3 separate regions of the Sus scrofa genome follow, and regions 2 and 3 are each linked to region 1. The links are chromatin contacts, called in public promoter capture Hi-C maps. All regions are on one chromosome and are shown on one strand. Each heading gives the region's core, a stretch centred on a gene start, on an enhancer-like site or on the middle of the called end of the contact. The rest is flanking DNA. Distances are from core to core; before and after follow the strand shown. Region 1 holds the start of SRRM2 (serine/arginine repetitive matrix 2). Region 2 holds the start of MLST8 (target of rapamycin complex subunit LST8). Region 3 holds the start of ECI1 (enoyl-CoA delta isomerase 1).

What was found. Promoter capture Hi-C pulls out the DNA fragments that hold promoters and counts their contacts.
Region 2: a contact with region 1 is called in a promoter capture Hi-C map of fetal liver, with 4 times the contacts expected there. The contact joins the promoter of MLST8 here to the promoter of SRRM2 in region 1. A contact is called at or near these places in 1 of 5 promoter capture datasets (fetal liver), 1 of 47 Hi-C or Micro-C datasets (alveolar macrophages) and 1 of 2 datasets of contacts at active chromatin or transcription factors (alveolar macrophages).
Region 3: a promoter capture Hi-C map of fetal skeletal muscle shows a contact between it and region 1, with 6 times the contacts expected there. The contact joins the promoter of ECI1 here to the promoter of SRRM2 in region 1. A contact is called at or near these places in 1 of 5 promoter capture datasets (fetal skeletal muscle) and 1 of 2 datasets of contacts at active chromatin or transcription factors (skeletal muscle).

The regions. Positions count from the first base shown.
Region 1 is chr3:39,273,411-39,277,279 of Sscrofa11.1, forward strand. It overlaps SRRM2 (serine/arginine repetitive matrix 2), which reads left to right and starts at 1,878. Exons shown (of 15, transcript NM_001244545.1): 1 at 1,878-2,096.
Region 2 is chr3:39,784,227-39,788,095 of Sscrofa11.1, forward strand. It overlaps MLST8 (target of rapamycin complex subunit LST8), which reads right to left and starts at 1,980. Exons shown (of 9, transcript XM_013987830.2): 1 at 1,759-1,980; 2 at 1,160-1,362; 3 at 944-995; 4 at 698-860; 5 at 76-151. The coding sequence starts at 1,288.
Region 3 is chr3:39,748,508-39,752,376 of Sscrofa11.1, forward strand. It overlaps ECI1 (enoyl-CoA delta isomerase 1), which reads left to right and starts at 2,235. Exons shown (of 7, transcript NM_001285973.1): 1 at 2,235-2,315; 2 at 2,404-2,517. The coding sequence starts at 2,264. RNPS1 (RNA-binding protein with serine-rich domain 1) reads left to right here. Exons shown (of 8, transcript XM_003481099.4): 8 at 249-1,093. The coding sequence ends at 348.

The DNA of each region.
Region 1 (3,869 bases), core at 628-3,127:
GACCAGACATTAGAAAAAACTAGGAAAGGTCCTGAAAAACATCACGTGTTAATAATCTTTAACCTACAGGCAATTGTGTTCAGGGTGCCTGATCTTTAGTTTACAGGTGATTGTGCTTAGGGTGCAATCAGTTGTGGGAGAAGCATAAGGAAGGGCCCCAAACTTCGATTTGAAAGCATTCATTTCTAAAGAAAGCGTAAGGAAAGGAACTTTACTCTTAGGTGTATAAGATGCCTACATCATTATGTGTATCCCTTGAGGGGGGAACCAGGACCGTGTCCCCTGACTGTCCTATTGCCGCTTGACTGTTGCTCTCTCGCCTTTGCATCCCCTCCCCTCCCTGATGAGCAAGCGTGTGAACCTGCCCCTTAAAACTCGGGGAAGGCAAAGGAGGACAAATGAGGCTCTTTTCCTAAAAACAAGAAATAGAGAACACAGAAGGGCTTCTGGGCCCCGGAGCCCCATAGGGCCCTAGGTTACAAGATGACTTTATTCTTCTGCGGGCAGGTTACAAAGAAAACTGAGTCCGTGTCAAATATAATCCTTCAAACTCAAGCCCACTTCAGGTGATTAAGTGACTGCAAGGAGATGGGTCCTGATGTGGAAAGCAACACAAAGGAAATCCTGGTTACTCCATTTTGCTACTGTTTCCAGCATCTGCTGAAAGGCCTTCCTGCAGAGCTCCCCCCCCCCACTTCTCCCAGTAACAATTTGTTTCAAATTAGCCAACCGAGAAGAAGCATGTGCACCTTGACCTGACCCAGGCGAAGGCAACAGGTACATCACCTGCGGTGGGGATAAATAGGGAGGGGCTTTTCTTTGCACGCGCTTTTTGAGCACCCACACCCTTCTGCAGAAGTAAAGAGCCTTGTCGAGATCTCCCAGTGTTCATGTCTCATTTTTCGACTGACCATCCAAGCCATGTCCCCAACACTGATGAGGGTGTAAGAACCTGGACTAACCAGGGCAGCCGAGCGCAAACTGCAGTTCGAGCAGGAGGTGGGGACTCCAGCTGAAACTGTGGCCTGCCTGGGAAGCCTCGCTTCTTCCACCTCTGTTCTGAGGGAGACTGGCTGCTCTCCCACTGGAAAAAACTGGACTCAGGCACTCTGCAGAGGGGTGGAAAACTTCAGGGCGTCGGTAACGTTTTCGCCCTAACACGTATATGATACATCTCAGGTTCCCTAAGAGAAAAAGCTCATCGCCCCCTTACAGGCGGGGGATGGTAACAAAAAATCATCCCCGGGGTGCAGCCGCCCGGTTCAACACTGTCTGCGGCGGGCAGAAGCTGCGAACAAGACCGCCTACTGGCCGGGCCTAAGGCTCAAGCCCTGAGCCAGACGCTGGGCTCTGGGGTTCCCGGGATGTCCGCTGGCCGGGGTCTGGGCGGGGTGGTAGAGGTCTCCCGGGTGCGGAAGGACAGGGGACGGCAATCACCTGGGAGCCGCAGGGTCCCTGGGCTTGGGACCATCGCCTCCCAACATGGGGAGACAAAATGGCCGCGTGAGGGGAAGGCGAAGCTACTTAAGGGTTCCGCGTCCTCCTAGAACTACAACTCCCAGGATACCCTGGGACGAAGTCGGGAGGTCAAGGAGAGCCCTCGCGCTGGCTATGTGGCGATAGGCCCTATGTCTTCCGCCTCCCAGCGGAAACTGTCGAGAATGCGTTGCTTGCATTCTCGGTCCGCTCCTCCGACCGCGTCGGCAACGGGCCGACGGGAATCATAGTTCTTCGACAACGGAGTTGCCCTTCCCTCGGGCCTTAATTAACTACACTTCCCGGTGCAGTCTCGGCGCCTGCGCACAAGGCCGTGGAGAGTACTACGGCTCCCGGCGTGCCCTGCGACGCGCGCGGTAGCGTGCTGACGTTCTTAGTCCGTCGTGCTGACGTGCAGCGCGGCCCAGGCGGGGTGCGAGTGGCGCAGTCGGAGCCCGCTGCGGCCCCTGAGGAAGCGAGGAGGCGTCTGTGTCGGCTGAGACGGGCGGACCGGGGAGGCAAGGCGGCGACTCCAGGCGCCGAGGGACTCAGGACCTCGAGCGGCGGCGGCGGCAACAGCTCTCCCCCTCGGAAGCGGCGGGCGGAGGCGGCGGCGGCGGGTGAGGGAGCGCGCGAGCCGGGTGGGGGAGGGGCGGCGGCCCCGGCGCTAGGCCAAAGCGCGCGGAGAACGGCTCAGGCCGCCGCGCGCACGCGCGCTGGCCACCCCTAGCTCGTGCGGACGTTCTCGCTTGCCTGCCTTCCCTTCCCCCTCCTCGGGGTTCTTACCGCGCGCGGGTCTTTATTCCTCCTCCCCTCCCCCATGGTAACGGCGCGCGCCGCCGACTGCCCTCGGCCTCGCGCGCGTTCTCGGCGAGGAGGGGGGAGCGCGCGACTCGGCTTCCCGGCTCCCCAGCGCGTGCGGCCGGGAGGCCCTCCTGCAGCTGTCCTTGCCGACATTTTCTCGGCGGGGAGGGGGCGGCGGCGGCGCGCCGGGGGGGGGCGCTCCCGGCTCCTCACCCCTGAGCCTCTCGGTTTGGTCAACCCGTCCCTCCCGGAGGCTTGTGGTCCGGCCTTGAGCCTCCCAGACTACGGGGCGCCGCTCAGCCCCCTCCCTCTCCCTCAAGGCCGAAAATAGGCCCTGGTGGCTCAGCCAGTGCAGAGAAGGCCTTGAACTTAAACGCCCAAGAGATTTAAGACAGTTCGGATGCGTTACTCTCTGTCTTGAAGCGTTAAAAAAGGGAAACGTTTAGGAAAAAAGTCCTTCAGTCTAGGTACGTAGAGGCAGGCCATGTACTGCTTTCTCAGTTTTTCTTTTGTTTCTTTCGCTCCTTCTCTTTCTTTCCTCTTTCCCCGTGTTTTGTTATTTACCAAAAAGTTATGTTAAAGTTAGGGAAGAGGCTGCCAGCCTCAGGAAACGCTGGACTTTGTCTTCATTTGGCGCCCAAGTCTTCTAGTTTTTGGTTTCCTCTCAGACGCCTCTTTAAGATATATTTTGGGTCGAAAAATTGAGAAAGTGTTTTGTGTTTTTTTTCTTCTCCTGAGTGTGTGAGTTTGGATTTCTTCCTGAGCGAGTATTTTCGTTTTCTGGGCTGCCTAGTGTCCACTCAGCTACCACACTGCTCCTGTACTGAGCTTATTGCGCTGTTACTCAGGTCCATTTTTCTGCACACTCCCCACCCCTTTTGGTGCATTTCTCTTCTTAAATACCGTATTATTGGATTTTGAAACTCCTTTCTGCTTAGTTAGTTTGGTACTGTGATGATTTTCCAACAGTAAAAAAACCTCCCTTTCGTCTTTCTTTGCAGCTTGCTTTTGCTTTTTTGCCGCATGCTTGGGTGATGATTTTTTGCATATGCACAGACTGCGAACCCCAGTTTAAGAATCCTTATGTGGTTTTGATGATCTGTGTGTGTTGTTGATACACTTTTTTGTCTATTCGTTCTTAAAATGTTTTGAGCGCCGTCTTGAATGGTGTGTTTGTGGCTTCGTTATTGGCTCATTCCCTATAAGCGTTCCCATCTGTTGTGACTTAATAGATTTTAAAGTGCACGCTTATCATCTACTGGTTTTCCTTCTCCAGGGAGTGGGAGGATTATTGTGTGAGGAGGTATGGAAGTGTGGGTGAATGGTTGAGTTGAAGAATTAATTGCAGATCAGAAGCGTTCTGCAAGGGAAGCAGAAACCAAGTAGGGTATAGAAAGCCAAAGAGGACTTAGGTTTAGAGTGGGGCGGAGAAAAATAACAAAAAAAAAGATAAAAATGGAGGTTGAAGGATTTCATATGCTATAAAGGTTTTCATTTATTTTCATATAGTTCCACTGACTTTTCGTAGATTTAGCTTTATGTGTCACTCCTTTACCCCAGTAGGGATTTTTTTTTTTTTTTCCCTCCAG
Region 2 (3,869 bases), core at 730-3,229, 510 kb after region 1:
GCAGGGGAGGTGAGGCAGGGCAGGACCCCTGCCCACCAAAGCCCCAGGGTGCCCAGCCCTGTGTGTGCCCCTCACCTGGTTGGGGTGCAAGCACACGCAGTTAATGGGCGCGTTCACCTGGAAGATCCGCTGACACTGCAGGTTCCGGGACCTTCAACGTGGGGACACGCTCCGTCTGTGGCAGACGCTATTGCCCCCCCCCCACACGCCCCTTCCCTGGCCGCTCATCCTCATCCTTCTGTGATGGGCGCTGTCTTACAGGAAATACGCGGGAGGCTTGTCCCCACCCCCATGAGGGGTAGCCTGAAGCCAGTGACAGACTCAGAAGGGGCATGAAGGGTGGCCTCTTGCCTCGAGGCGGGACTGCTCTCTTATCATTATTATTTGCTGTTTTTTGGACACACCCTCAGTACATGGACGTTCCCCGGCCAGGGATCAAACCCACAGCACAGCAGTGACACCCCCAACCTGCCAAGCCACCAGGAGCTCTGGGACTTCCTCTTTGAAGCAGGTGGTTTCAGAGGGCCCTGTGGGATCAGGCTAAGGCTACACCCATCTTTGTGTGCCTTCATCCTGCCTTCCGCACCTGCCCTCTAGAAACCACTGCACCGAAAACTCTGTCTCAGCTCTCACCTGGAGTGAACCTGACCTGAGACAGTCTCTAGCCTGGCCCCTCCTCCCACCCAGTGCCCCGCACCTGAGGTCCCAGATCCGGGCCGTGCAGTCCTCGCCACCAGTGTACATCCAGCGGCCATCCTCATGGAAGCCCACAGACGCGATGTTCTTGTTGACCCCATCGTAGCTGATGATGGGGTTGGGATTATTGGAGTTGAGATCATACATGCGAATGTGCTGGTAACCTGGGGGCACAGTTCAAGCTCAAGTCTGGCTGGGCCTAGATGGACCTATGGGAAATCAGGGCCCGGAGTGGAGGAGAAGGTACCTGCAGCAGCAATCATGCTACGGTCGGGTGTGATCTCCAGTGCGTTCACCTGCTGGGCCTGTTAAGGACAAGGAACAGGGCCCCAGGGCCAGGGGCCCCCAATGCTTCCGGCATCCAGCTCGGCTATCCCATCCTTCCCACTGGAGGCCTTTGCTCAGGCTGTTACCCCACCAGGCATCCTGCCCAGCACCATCCCACAGCCCCAGGGGAGGATACGGAGTCCTGGTGCTGTACGGTTCGGGTACAGATCCCGCTGTGGGCCTGCCAGAACCGCACTGTGTGGTCATAGCCTGCAGTGGCCAAGATGACAGGGTCACTGCCCACCGTGCCTGGAGACGTGTTCATGGTGTGGCTGCTTGAAAGACTCGGACCTACACAGGGCCCTAGGTCTGACCGGCAGGGGTCAAAGATCAGAGCATCTGGAGAAGAAAGAGTTCAGTATTTAGAGAATACCCTCTATGTCCTTAATAGGTGACAACAGATCACTGAGTGCTGGAAAATAAAATCATTCCCATTTTAAGTATGGGGAAACCGAGGCTCAGAGAGATTCAGGGACACGCGTGACAACCATCCGGGGACAGCTCCGTGCTCCAAGGCGCGCGCTCCGTTCCCGGTCCCACGAACGCGGACGGAACGCCACCCCACCCGCGACCGGCAGGGGGCAGTCACGTCCGGGGCGCCGCTCTGCCGCAGGGGCGGGCCGCGCGTGCGCAGCAGGGCCCCGGACGGGCCGGAGGGGAAAAAGCCGGAACGCTGCGGCCGCGCATGCGTAGCAAGGCCGGCGGCTGACCCTGATGGAAGGGGGCGCTACCTGCCTGGACCCGCGAGCCCCCGGTGCTCCGCCGACCGTCTTGACTCCGTCCCGCTAAGGCAGCTTCCCCCGGGCGCACTCTCCCGGCCACTGGAAGCCGCCTTCGAGCTCTCGTTCCGCGGCCTCCGTACCTTACACGCGGCTCTGCGCTCCGCCGAGGTCCAGGACGGTGAGCGGAGCCGGAACGAGTCGATAGAGGCGTAGGCCGAGTGTAGAGCTATCGATGAGCCATTACGGCGACACCAAGGGACCTACGGGGTGGGGGCGGGGGGACGAGACCGAAGTTCTGGGGCACGGGGTCCCTGCTGTCTGGGAAGAACCTGTACAGGCCTCTGTGCTCCCAGGCGGCGCGGCGGGACGAAAGCAGCGACCCCAGCCTCCTGCCCCTCCGGCACCCCACCCTTCTCAAACCCTTTCTCCAGGTCCGTGTCGCGCCACCCCCTCCCTCCCACGCATCCCCTGCTCCCCACGCGGGGTTGGGGTTCCCAGGTAATTTGTGGGACACCCTGTTGCATTTGAATTCAGATAAGCAACACATTTTGTGTATTTTTAAAGTACTAATATATCCCAAATATTGTATGAGTTAGACTAGTAAGTTCCTCGTTGTCTAGGTGAAATTCTCATGGAACGAGATGTCCTGTGGTTTTATTTGCTAGATCAGGCCACCCTGGTCTGGTCCCTTTCAGACCTGTCCAGCCCCTCACTAATCCTAGTGCCCTCTCCAAAACGGGGGTCCCTCAAGCCTCCTTTTCCATCCAGGCCTCCCAGGCTCTACCCACGTGGTTTCACCCTCTTTCACAGGAAAATAGAATCCTTGAGACAGGCTCTCCCACACTTTCTTCCTCCCAGGCGCCCACATGCAGCTGCACCCCTCCCTTCCTCTGGCCCCTTGACCAAGCCAGTGTCCCTGCCCAAGCATCCAGGCCCTGGGTCACAGGAACCTTCCTTCCTGTACCTTCACCCCCTCCCGTCTTTGCTTCCCCTCAGCCTTTCAACAGCACAAGACAACCCAAAACACTCCTTCCAGCCTGGACTCTTTCCAAAAGCCATCCTTCCTTCACACTCCTTGGAGTTCTCTGGTGGCCTAACGGTTAAGGATCTGGCATCATTACTGCTGTAGTGCAGGGTTCCATTCCTGGCCCGAGAACTTTCACAGACCACAGGTGCAGGCGAACACCACCACCACCAAAGAGCTGTCATGGAGTTCCCGTCCTGGCTCAGCGGTTAGCGAACCTGAGTAGCATCCATGAAGACAAGGGTTCGATCCCTGGCCTTGCTCAGTGGGTTAAGGATCCAGCATTGCCGTGAGCTGTGGTGTAGGTCGAAGATGCAGCTCAGATCCTGTCTTGCTGTGGCTCTGGCATAGGCTGGTGGCTACAGTTCCGATTGGACCCCTACCCTGGGAACCTCCCTATGCCACAAGTGTGCCCCTAAAGGACAAAAAGACCCCAAAATTTAAAAAAAAAAAACACATTAAAAAAAAAAAAAAGAGCTGTCCTGACTTCACATTCCGTGACCCGCTGTCATGTCTCTTACTCCCAGCTCACCAATGAAAATTTCACAAGGTCCCTGGCCATCTCACACTGCTAGACCCAATAGATACTTTTCCTTCTGCACCTCATCACGTCTGTCTGCATAGTGGCTGACAGCACTGCTCCTGAAAAGCTCCCGTTATCATCTCCTGGCTCTTACCCAGCCCTCAGTCTCTTCCTCTGCCTTCCCCTAAAGGCTGGTAGCCTCCAGGGTTCCTGTCTCCACACTGGCCCTCGGGGTTCTTGGCCGCTCTCTGGGGCTTTCAGCAGCATCCCCCCTCCGGGGCCTCTCCACCTGTCTCCAGCTCACATCCAGCTCCCGCCTTAGTGTTGTCTGTCACAACCCCCACGGACACCTCCACTGCCCATGGCCAAGACCATCCGTGAGGGACCTACCCCGCAGGCTTCCCCTTCAGTATGCGGTGCCTGTGTGATAGTGCGGGGAGACCACTTGGCCACCATCCTTCTCCCAGGACAGCCTCCCCATGTCCACTCCTGCCCCCTCTAGGCTGGCCTTCACATTACAGAGTGATCTTCCAAAATTCTAAGTCTGACGCAGCAGAAAAGAATCCGAGGACGACGA
Region 3 (3,869 bases), core at 985-3,484, 480 kb after region 1:
GCGGAGAGGCCCGCGTTCAGCCTACCTCTCTAGGAAGCCTGCCGCTTGTGCCTTTGGTCTCCAGAACCTTCCTTTCTCTCCTAGGGGTGCTGTCAGTGTCACCCGGAGGGAGCTGTCCTGACTTGGTGCTGGACTATGAAATTGTATAGAGTTGCTCTGAGCGGGGCTGCGTTCCCTGCCATCCTAAATTCAGAGCTGCTCCTTGGCCTGTGTGCTTGTGGCTGATGTGGTTTCTCCTTTTCCCACAGGTCGCGGTCCCCCAGGCGCAGGTCCCCTGTGCGCCGACGATCCCGCTCCCCTGGCCGCCGCCGCCACAGGAGCCGCTCCAGCTCCAACTCCTCCCGATAAGCGGAGCCACGGAAGCTCTGCCCCTGAGACTTATGTCCCATCCAGCTCACTTTCATCAGTTGTCTAGCCAAAGGGGGATGGGTAGGAACGAAGGCTCTCACTCAGGGGCAGGCTTGGGGATGTGCCTGGAAAGATGGTTTTCTGGCTAGAAAGATCCCACGTTTCTAGTTCCTGGGAGTCAGTTTAGTGGCAGAGCCAGCAGGGATGAGCAGGGGGCGCCAGGTAGTGGCACAGCCCCAGCCTGGGAGCACGTTTTTTCCATTCCCTGGTTGACCCGGGGCCAGTCTGGTGGCCTAGTCATGCCCTAACCTGTTGGCTTACAGGGTCCCTCAGGAAAGGATGTGCTTTTATGCAGCTGCCGTTGCTGTTAGTCTGGCCTCCCCCCTACTTGAATCCTCTCTGACCTCTAGGATCAAATACCCTCTCTTACCTGCCCAGAATGGTTTTTACATATATTCTCGTGTGTGCGTGCACACACAGCCCATGTCTTTCTCCGAAATGAAAGTGTCTGGTCGTAGCAGGTCACCACGGAAAGTGCTTGTGTTGGTATTCCTGACGGCGATGCAGGATACCTTGGCAACCAACGTGTACATTGCTTTTTTGGCTTTTATTGTACAGTCAGTACTACAAATTTTCTGTTTTGAGTTTTGTAACTTTGTAGCATTTTAGATAATGTTGTGTTTGTACTTTGTTGTGTAGAGTAAAAGGGCTGTGTTGAATAAACCTTGAATAGTGTGCAGCTCAAGCATCAGGATCACTGCCTCCTTCCCATCCCTTGGCCCCAAAGACGGTAGCTTCAGTTGGAGGGAATTAAAAACACATGGGTACCTGAAAACTCTTGGTTTCATCTCCAAAGTCACACTTGAAGACCTCTCAACCAGGAAAACACAGGGGTGTTGGGCTGCTCCGTAGGCACACATTGTAGACCGGTTTGTTCCACAGGAAGAACTGAAAGTGCTCAGGAGGTTCCAGAACAAAGCCCCCCAGTCATGCACCACCGTGGCCAGCGTTAAACTGGTCAGAACAGTGCACACAGGCTAGCCATCCCTCCCTCGTCTCCGCCTTATAGGGTCAAGCAAATAAAACGGTGGGGTTACTTTTTTTTTTTTTTTTTTTTTTTGCTTTGCTTTTTAGGGCTGCACCCACAGCATGTGAAGCTTCCCAGACTAAGGGTCCGATCGGAGATGTAGCAACTGGCCTACGCCACAGCAACGCAAGGCCCGAGCCGCATATGCAGCCTACACCACAGTTCACAGCTAATGCTGGATCACTGACCCACTGAGCAAGGCCAAGGATCAAACCCGCATCCTCATGGATACTAGTCAGATTCATTTCTGTAGCCCCGACAGGAGCTCACTCGGCTTCCCTTTCTTGTGGAGGAGCATTGGGGGCCTGCCGGCAGTGTGCGGATGCCTCTTGTCCCCAGCCTCACTTGTGTGCTGCCCACGTTTTGTTTACTTGCTGTTTTGTGCATGGTCCATTCTTGGTCATCAGGCTATGATCCCCCCCCCCCATGCCTGTGGCTAAACTACCAGCTGTAGCTGCCACCCACAGGCCGGAGTGCGCACTACGACTCTAAGCTCCCCGTTAGCACCCTTCCAGTGCCCACGTCTGTGGGTGTGATCTGGTTGCTTCAGCTGTGACCCCTGAATCTAGAAGGCAGCTCGCCAGGGTTCCCAAACCCCCTTAGAACCCCTTCAGCTCGCAGCCCTCTCGGCAGCTAACGCAGTTGCCCGCGGCTATGGGTGAAGGTGAAGTACTGGCCACCTTTGGCCCGCTTCCCCGCTGGCCCCGACGGTGACCTTGGTTGCGCCCGGCCCGCCCTCCGGCGGGGCGGCCAGGGCAGGGGGGCGGGGGCCGGCTGAGCCGGAAGGGGCGGGGCGGTCAGGCCGCGACCCCGCTCAGTGCGGTCAAGATGGCGCTGACGGCGGTGTTGCGCCTCCCGGCGCGCGCCCTGCTCCGCCCTTGTGCGTGCCCGGGGCACGGGGGGCCGGGGCGCCGGGGGCCTGGCCCGGTGGGGCGGCAGGCTGACTGGCTTCGCGCTGCCTTTCGCAGGGGCCCTGCTCCGCGGCGTGGCCCTCGGACGGACGGAGGCTGCAGCGGGCATCAGGAACGGCGCGCGGCGCTTCGGGAGCCAGCACGTCCTGGTGGAGCCGGCCGCGGCCGCAGGTAAGCGCCCGGATCGCGGCGGGATCCCGGCGGCCGAGAGCCTGCTGCAGGTGCTGAGGCAGGACACGACGCGGCGGCCGCTGGCGGCGGAGCCCGCGCCACACGGGCCCGGAACCGACATCCAGACCCAGTGAAAGCTATCGAACTTGGAAAGGCTGCGAGATAAAGCTCAGTTTTAAAGTCAGTTTCTTGGAATTCCCTCTGTGGCTCAGCGGGTTAAGAACCCAACATAGAGTCTGTGAGGATGCACGTGCGATCGCTGTCCTCGCTCAGTGGGCTAAGAGTCCAGCATTGCCACAGCAGCAGAAGCCGCAGATCCGGTTCGGATCCGCTGTGGTGCTGGCTGGCCGGATTCCACTTCTGGCCTGGGAACTTCTTAGCCGCAAGTACTTCTGTAAAAAGGAAAACAGAGTTTCTGTTGAGTCCAAGTGTTAAGGTCAATAGTCTGTTTGATCCCCCACTTCACTGAAGATAAAAAATGTTTCTGTTTTTGAAGTTTTAGGAGTTCCCATCGTGGGGCAGTGGTTAACGAATCCGACTAGGAACCATGAGGTTGCGGGTTCAATCCCTGGCCTCGCTCAGGGGTTAAGGATCCGGCGTTGCCTTGAGCTGCGGTGTAGGTTGCAGACACGGCTTGGATCCCACGTTGCTGTGGCTGTGGCGTAGGCCAGCGGCTACAGCTCCATTTTACCCCTAGCCTGGGAACCTCCATATGCAGCAGAAGCAGCCCTAGAAAAGGCAGAAAGACAAAAAAGAAAAAAAAAAAAAAAAAAAAAAAGGGGAGTTCCCGTCATGGCTCCGTGGTTAACGAATCCGACTAGGAACCATGAGGTTTCGGGTTCAATCCCTGGCCTTGCTCAGGGGTTAAGGATCCGGCGTTGCCTTGAGATGTGGTGTAGGTTGCAGACACGGCTCAGATCCTGCGTTGCTGTGGCTCTGGTGTAGGCTGGCAGCTACAGCTCCGATTCGACCCCTAGCCTGGGAACCTCCATATGCCGCAGGAAGCGGCCCTAGAAAAGGCAAAAAGACAAAAAAATAAAGTTTTGGAGCATGTGCTCCTTCATCAGGAGCTATTAAATTGGAATGTGAACATAAAGTATTTTGATATACAGTGTTTTCAGCTTTAGTAATACAGAGCCCAGCAGATACTTGGGTGTTTTGTGCGTGTGTGCTTGTCTTTTTAGGCCCACACCCACAGCAGATGGAGGTCTCCAGGCTACAGGTCAAATCCGAGCTGTAGCCACTGGCCTACATCAGAGCCACAGCACCTTGGGATCCGAGCAACATCTGCGACCTACACCACAGCTCATGGCAAGGCCAGATCCTTCACCCAGTGAGCGAGGCCAGGGATC